Linked DNA regions of Zea mays: all the other regions are linked to region 2. A link is a contact called in public Hi-C data. All regions are on one chromosome and are shown on one strand. Each heading gives the region's core, a stretch centred on a gene start, on an enhancer-like site or on the middle of the called end of the contact. The rest is flanking DNA. Distances are from core to core; before and after follow the strand shown.

Region 1 (2,700 bases), core at 136-2,635, 250 kb before region 2:
AGTTTGGTGGGGATTGTTGGATCTTTTATGGGCTTGGCCCATTTATTGAATAAACTCTATGGTGTGTAATGGTGGAGAATACCAATAGTACCACATTGGAAGTCCAAGGGTCTTTTGCCTTGACTTATATGGTGGGATTTATTCCACTTAACTTGAGAAGTCAAGAAATGGACAAGGGCGTGCCACACGCGCGCGCGCGCGTCGCCGCCGCCGCCGGCCGGGCCGGGCGTGGCGTGGCGTGGCGTGGCGAGGCAGGCAGGCAGGCGAGCGGGCGTGGTGTGGTTGTGTTAATTTTTAGCACTCACTAACCGCGTACGCCGAGTGACCCTGTCTCTTCGACTGCCGAGTGACTCTGTCTCTTCGTCAGCCAGCCGAGTGACCCTTCTCCTTCAGCTGCCGACTTATGGCGTGACTCGGCAAGTGCTGGCCGACTCATGGCATAACTCGGCTAGAGCTGGCCGACTCTTGGCGTGACTCGGCGACCGTTCTCCTTCAGCTTCCCTCTGCGAGAGGTTAAATAGAGGAGCACCCCTGTCATTCGGTACACGCGAGATAACTCTTTCAGAACACAGTCCAGCAGCCGAGTGAGGGTATTTCCATCTCGTGACTCTGCGCGCACAGAGAAGCGAGAGGGCAGGTGCCTCCGGAGCCCTTGCCGTTCGAGACCTTGCACGAGGGATCGGCAATTAGGTTTTTGGGGAGCGTCTACGCGACTGCCCAAAGTCTTCTTCCTGCTGTCATGACAAGTGAAGTTGGACAAGGATCTAGATCCTCGGAGCGCATGGCAGGGTATGATCAATTCATCTCCTTATTGTTTTTCATTCTGCAAATTATATATGTTCATACCTGCTGTTTTATTTATAGCCATAAATTTATTCAATCTGTTTTATCGTCTTATAATATGTTATATCTGTCTGTCTTAATTTTACAGTCATCCTGTTTATATTGTTATCTGTTTATTTCCAGTTATTTCGCAATAATCCATGAACCATGTTTATATGCTTATTTTATTTATATGAATTACATGCTTCATATGCTTTGTGTTCTCATGATCCATATTGTTATGGATATTTTTGAGATCACGTTTTCCATGTTTTCCATGTTTGATTATCTATTATATGTCATCATCATAATGTTAATTTATGGAATTAAAATAATACAGAAAATGCCTATATTTCTAACAGAATTTTTTTAAAGAGGACAGTAAAAAACGCATACAGAAGCTGCTCCGTGCCTCGGGCTGCTAGTGCTAAGTAAGTCCGTAAAGTTATTGCAAATTTTTTTGGTATTTTGGTTTCTGCTAGCAGTCCCTCTTGATCCGTTTCACTTGCAGCACGCTTGGTTAAACTCCGGGCGATGGCCGAGCAAGGACGCACCCGGGATTGGACCTATCGACGGTGGCAGCCCGCAGCCCATCGGTTTCGCCGACCGGCGCCTCGTTCGCATCGACTCCACCTCCTCCTCCTCGCACGCTATAAACTAGACTAGAGCAATACCCGTGGTGGATGTTCCACCGCCTGCTCCGCCGCGCGATGCCGCTCCCGCCGCCGCAGTCCCCGCTTCCTGCTCCCCGGATGCCGGGGGTCACCGGCGGGCGCCTCTTCGCTTCGCTGCCGTCGCCGCCGCCCCTCCAGTCTCGAAGGTACTTGACCACCCACACTCTTCCATTCGTCCGTACCTTTCCTGATTCTGTGATTGTTTGGCACTGCAACGGAACATGTTCAGGTGCTGGCCGTAGATTCGTTCAGGGTAGGCATGGGAGTGGATGAATAGGGCGAGATGTCTCGTGGGGTAGTTGAGGGTCTGGATTCAGGCACTCTACTCTCGTAGAGGTTGGAACCGGCGCTGCGGTCCACCGAGTAGGGAAAATTGCCATGGGATCCGAAACAGACCATTGCCACACCCCCTTTTCCATTTTGGTGTGATTTCCACCTGCTGTATGAACGAGTCAGACGGCGCAGCTGGGATGAGCCGACCATTTGATGGTTCAGTGTTGCCACTCGTGGATTCTGATTTTGTTTCTGGCTCCCAGAATCCGCGTTGGTTTTGCTGAGTTGTCGCTCTTGGCTTTTGCCAGTGCAAGCAGTTTGGCTTCTGCATTTTGCTGCCAGGATGAATATGAATGTTTTGCTTCCTAGCATTGACGCCTAGCAGCCGGCTATACAATTGACATTGTTACAGAAGGGGAATTCCATGATGCCACATGACTAAAAATGACTCTTCATAACTCTTTTATTTCTTTCCGTTCTAAACAACTTTCCGATTATTGGACTAGAACCATCTCATATTATCATGTTTGCCTGCTGACTGTTTGTTGTTGTCTTATTTCCTTTCTGCTTTGTTGCCTCTCCCGTAATTAGCTGGAGCTTGTCTAGTCTATGCCACAATAGGGGGAGTATATCTCAATAGTCGTATTATGTCTCGCAGGATGAAAATAGAACTGGAACCAAGATAACTCAAAGTAATTAATAAGTATGATATGCCTAATGATTAACAGCATATCATGTATGATAAGGAGCCTGTAACTTAAGAACTTCTGCATCTTCGATTATGCACATTTCTCCATCAAATTATGGTCTAGGTAGTTTTTTTTAACGCAAATGATGCTAGCTAGTGCGTGTAAGATAAACAATGTCCCTGCCTTTTCGAGATCAAATGATACCAAAACTATGCTTTTGTCAACAAATGCAAGAAATTAAT
Region 2 (2,700 bases), core at 149-2,648:
GTGCTCTCCAAAAGCGAAAATTCATGGAACTGTCCTATCGATCTACGTATGTTGTACACCACGCCACGTCCAGTTACCGCGTGATTAAAAACTTATATCTAAGGAGATGGAAGAGAAGATTTCGCACTTGGATTAGGAAAGCGTACTTTTGTCGTCTATGCTAGCTCCGCTCCGAGTTGACTGCTGCACACGTGTGTGTTGGTCCACACATGATGGCGGTAGATAAGCAAGCGATGGTAACGGCACCTGACATGGGTGGATACGATGAAGGAAATCGCTGAACTTATTACACATTGCTGCAGTCCCAGTTCTAGCACCAAACTTAATTTACCACAGAACAGCGGGGGCAAAGGCAGGCAAAGCCGTGGGCGCACTGGACACGTCGCTCCATACCTAGCCTAGCCTAGCCTAGCGACGGATTACGTGACATGACAGTTGACACCAACGTACGTACGGCACAGACAGTTGCCGGAAGGAACGGCCGGCGTCGCCGTCGCCGTCGCCGGGAGATGGTCAGTTGCTGTCCCAGCTGATTCCTTGGCGCTAGGATGCGCTGCGCTGGTCTTCCCTTGGCCTCATCTGCAGTGGCTATGCTACCCGCCACCCTCTCACAAGAAACACATGTGCTACTGTGGCGGCGCGCCCCCGCCCACCTCCGATCGCGGCCGGGGCTCGGGATGCGTCGCTCCGTTTTCTTCCTATTCTTCTTCTTGTCCGGGTGTCGTTTCTTTATTTGTCTGTTTACCATTTGATAATAATAATAATAATCATAAAAACAAAAATAATAAAGGAAGCACTCGCCGTCAGCGTCGCGTTCCCTGTCACGACAGTGGGTGACCGAGACGAGCGTCCCATCCCCCTCCCCTCGTACGTGAAGCTGGACCCGCCAGCTGCGTCGTCCTTTTCTCTACGACGACGGCCGCCGGTGCGGAGCGTCCACGCGATCGAGGCGCTGCTAGGCTTAAGCCACCGGAAGAAAATATAGGGGGAGCGACGGAGATTTGGGCATCTCCTGGGCGTCCTGCTGCGCTCCAAGTTCCAACTGACCGAGTCAGTCAAAGCAACACCATGCCACCATGGGGTAGAGTAGTATGGCAGGCATGGACGGACGCGGACTCGCTCGCGAACCACGCGTGCGCTAGCCTATAGAGTCTGTCCCCCGTGCCGTCACTCGCGGCCCTCCGAAATCCCCGAACCGGGAAATCCACAGCCCCTGGCGCTGGACCCGCCCCGGCCCCCCTACCACTACCAGGCTACCACACCGTACCGGCCGGGGGGAGTCGAGACTCCAGAGAACCAAAAGCGGACGGCAGCAGCTGACGCCGACCGCACCTCCGCCGGACCGCCTTTATGCCAAAAGGCCCCTCCCCACCCCGCGAATCATTCCAGCGCCCCTACCTTCCGTCCATTCCGTTCCAGTCCACCTCCATTCCCACGGAGAGGCAGCCAGGCAGCACCAGCAGCTCGCTCGCTCGCTCGCGAGCTGGTCCACAGCGCCCCGGATTAGACCGTCGCGGCGGACGACGAGGAAGCAGACTCGTCCTCGTCCCCGTCCTTCCCCGCCTCCCACCCACCCCGGCGGTCGACGACCACCGCTCCCACGCTTCTCGGCCGCGGGCCCTAAACCCTCCCGATCCATGGAGGCCGCCGCGCCCGATGGGGCCGCGCAGGCGTCCCCGCCCCCCGCGGAGGCCGACCGCCCGCCCGAGCCTCGCCCCCCGCCGCTGCCAGCCGCGGGGACGCACGATCCGCACTTCCTGAGCTCGATCATAGGGGACGCGGCGCCCCCGCCCCCGCCGCCGCCGCTCGGGCAGAAGCGGAAGCGGGGGAGGCCGCCCAAGAGGAAGGACGGCGCGGCCGTGGCCGCGGGGCCGGTGGTGCCGGCGCCGGCGCCGGCGCTCGCCCGGGCCGCCCGGAGAAGGCAGGACGAGGAGGAGGTCGTCTGCTTCATCTGCTTCGACGGGGGAAACCTCGTCGTCTGCGATAGGAGGTGGGTGCCCGTGCCGCGCGCGCTTCTCCCCTCCGTGTTGACTGCGGGAACGCGTCGAGGGGGGGTTCTCCGAGGCGCTCTGCCCCGCACGTGTTGCCTCCGCAATTGCGCGCCGGATTTTTCTTATTCTTTTTTTCTCCCTCTTGCTGGTTGCCGGATTGGGGATTGATCCGGCCTGCGCGTCGTCTCTGTTTCTTGCTCCAGGGGTTGCCCCAAGGTCTACCATCCGGCGTGCATCAAGCGTGACGAGGCATTCTTCCAGTCCCGGAGCAAGTGGAACTGCGGTAAGTTCCATCCAATGCCTTCAATAACATGTGGCAGCGTGAGATCATTTTGCTTCTCTTGCCGCGGGGATTGGTAACAACCAAAATTATGAATCATGCATGTATTACTGGTTGTATTTGCCGACATATTGTGTAAAGCGAATATCGGTTGGTTGGCGGTTGCATACACTTGCAAACAATGCTATTTTTGAACTGATTTAGAGATAAGCACGCTTTCCACGGTACTCGTGTGCCCGCTAGCTTCTCGGACAATGCTAACGGACTTAGATTCCTGATATCGAGGCAATGATCCCGCTTCTACCAATCAGATGACTCATATCATGAGTTCGCATTCCCTTGCTTACTTTGAGTGGAGTTACCGTTCCGTACGCTCCCGTTTTAGAATTGTGAATAGCTAGCATGGTAAGTGATAACTGATAGCTAAGA
Region 3 (2,705 bases), core at 140-2,639, 240 kb before region 2:
AATCCTTAAGAGCAAGCAGACTTTGCTGACTGAACAAGACATGTGACTTGGCAAGAAAGCATGGTAAGCATTTTTCTCACGCTTTTTCCCGCAGCTCAAACCAGACCTCCTCATCAGAGAGCGGGGGAGATTTGCCGATCTCTACTTCAAGACGGTATCTTGCCTTCTCGATGTTCAGGTCCTTAACCATCTGCAGCTTCTGGCTGCGCCTCACATCAAGTAACTCAGCTGCAAGCGGCACCTTCTGGACATACCTGACATCATTAGGTAATAATGTTCATTGTAATGCTCCTCAGTACTGTTGTCTGACAAAGATGGATTACCTCTCTAAAAAGGGCATCATGGCATAGTCGTGCACTAGAAAATCTATCACCCACGGAACCACGATCAGCAATGCTAGGAATTTGGCCTGTACAGTACAAAGTTCCCTTTTTTTTTTGTCAGCTCAAACAAAACCTCCATACAACTCGTGTATTATTAGAGAGAAAGAAAGGTAATGCATCCACTGACCGAGTTCGTGGAGGCATACATAAAAACTCGATCTTCGAACAGCATATCCTCGTAATCCTCATCGATAGTACCTCTGAAAACCTCAACGACGCCCTTATCCCAGACGATCTCCGCAGGATCATCGGTTATCTGCTCCGACAAGCTGGCCTCCCCGCCCCAGTCCCCACCTCCACCATTCTCCGGCGCGCCACCACCGCCGCCACCGCCGGTCCAGTCCTCCCACGACCGCTCCTCGGCGTTGAACGCGTCCTGCTGGGCCTCGCGCAGCTCAACAATGGCCTCGGCCTTCCGCCTCCACTCCTCGAACTTGGCCTTCTCCGACAGCTCCTGGTCGGCCCCAATCTCCTCCAGCAGCTCGTCGTCCTCCCTGAACCCGGCCAGGCTCTCCTCGTCGTCGTTCCAGTCCGCGAAGAAGGTCCTCCACCACGGCCGCTGCCACTTGCCGAGCCGCCGCCTCGCGAAGACCGCCACGTGCCTGCGCCTCGCCCTCCTACTGCTGCTCCTGTGGGAACCCAGAGCGAGCAGCCCGCGCCCGCGCGCGCAGACGCCTCCGCGGAGGGCCCTGCCCTCGGCGGGGAAGCGCAGCGCAATGCCGTCGGAGACGGCCGCGGAACACCTCATGAAGGTCATGAAACGCGGAGGACCATATATGCTCCCTCGCAAGCTAGCTTGCTTAGCCCCAGCGGACGGCGAAGACCTGTAGAAAGGCCAGCGGCCGGCAGAGACCCGGTCGTCGGTGCACGTCCTGGCGGCGACGAGGGCTCGCCGGTGGCTCGCGATGCTTCCTGGTTCTGGTTCTGGGCGGGAGAGGAGGAAGAAGCAGAGAAACGAGAGAATTCAGGCAGGCAGCTCCAGCCTTCGGCTTGCTAGCTACTACGGCTAGAGAGGAGAGGGGAGAAGAGAAGAGAGGTCGGCGTCATATCCACGGACGCGGCACACTAGCCACGCCCACGCTCATGGTCATGGACCACTCTTAACGGTTTCTTCTGTTTCTGGGGCTGCAGTGGGGCTTTGCCCGGATAAAGCTGATCCTGACCAGAAGGCTGACGCGGCAGCTTCTCTCCCAACCACACTCTCTTCAGTCTTCACTCCTCTCCTCTCCCCGCTCCAGTCGGTCTCTCCAGTCTCCTCTCCTCACCTTGCCAGGAACCCAGGAGGAGGAGGGATACAGGTATGTTTGCTGTCTCTGTCACCGCACTCCTCCTGCTGTTCGATCTGGACGCACGGCGGTTTTCTTGGATTTGGAACAAGTGCTCGATTTTGCTCTCACGAATCCTAACTAGAGGCTTCCGAACCATGGCAAAGCGGACAATTTGGAGAACCAAGGTCTGTTTAGTTTTGCAATATGAGCACCCCCACCCCATTCCCTACTCTACTCACTCGCATTGCGCAGCATGCAGTTTGGCTTGGCGAGCCACGTATCTGAATCTTAGAGATTCTTTGTTTTTGGCTCTCTATTTAACTCTCTATTTATTTCTTCGTAGGGATTACATTTTATATGTAGCATTTCACTTCTAGTTTGGCTAGTTAGGTGGCTAGCCAAGTTTGGCTATTGAGTAAGCCAATTTGAAGAGTCAGGTTTGGCTATTGAGTAAGCCAATTTGAAGAGTCAGATAGTTTAGCGAGTCAGATAGGTAGTCTGTTGGAGAGTTATTTTGTTGATGATTAGTCAAAATTTAGCTTAATAAGTCATTTAGCTAGTCTTTTAGATATGCTCTTATGTTGTCCAAGCTTTTAGGGTCCATCTCTGTCTCGATTGCCAAAAGTGACTTTACAACAAACAATAATTGACGTAAGATGCTTTTGCCCCATTTCTGTGCTGTGCATAGAGTGTATTGTTAGAACAAAATTCATTATTTTTTATATGTATATAATAGAAACAAAATTTAGGTAAGCACAAACTTTGTCATAGTGGCCTTCATACATGGGAACTTTCATGGCAAACTTTGGGATGATAAATGATGCTTCAATTTCAGCCTGAATAACCTAGGTGCAAAGGCATGGTGTGGAATGTGCAAATCTCTTAAAAGAATCCCTTCAGTCCGCAGAGACTATAGGGTAATGAACTGCCTATCCTACACCTCTCCACCTTATTTCCTGAAGGGCAGGTTCCACATTTCCTTTTTTTTTAAGAAGTTGAAGTTACAGAATTTTAGTGTCCAGATTTCAGAACCATGCATACTGACAGTAAGTTG

Evidence for each region. Hi-C and Micro-C count contacts between places; a contact is called where the count stands out from the background.
Region 1: a contact with region 2 is called in a Hi-C map of endosperm, with 1.9 times the contacts expected there. The contact joins the promoter of LOC100192899 here to the promoter of LOC103630728 in region 2. A contact is called at or near these places in 2 of 25 Hi-C or Micro-C datasets (endosperm and leaf).
Region 3: a contact with region 2 is called in a Hi-C map of leaf mesophyll, with 2.5 times the contacts expected there. The contact joins the promoter of LOC100275682 here to the promoter of LOC103630728 in region 2. A contact is called at or near these places in 2 of 25 Hi-C or Micro-C datasets (leaf and leaf mesophyll).

The regions. Positions count from the first base shown.
Region 1 is chr1:2,859,415-2,862,114 of Zm-B73-REFERENCE-NAM-5.0, forward strand. It overlaps LOC100192899 (4-phosphopantetheinyl transferase sfp), which reads left to right and starts at 1,386. Exons shown (of 8, transcript NM_001138086.1): 1 at 1,386-1,642. The coding sequence starts at 1,506.
Region 2 is chr1:3,114,102-3,116,801 of Zm-B73-REFERENCE-NAM-5.0, forward strand. LOC103630728 reads left to right here and starts at 1,399. Exons shown (of 13, transcript XM_020544900.2): 1 at 1,399-1,990; 2 at 2,195-2,274. The coding sequence starts at 1,638.
Region 3 is chr1:2,878,663-2,881,367 of Zm-B73-REFERENCE-NAM-5.0, forward strand. LOC100275682 reads right to left here and starts at 1,390. Exons shown (of 8, transcript NM_001149710.2): 1 at 511-1,390; 2 at 324-409; 3 at 81-254. The coding sequence starts at 1,140. It overlaps LOC100193669 (putative peptidyl-prolyl cis-trans isomerase family protein), which reads left to right. Exons shown (of 5, transcript NM_001138762.1): 2 at 1-63; 3 at 179-267.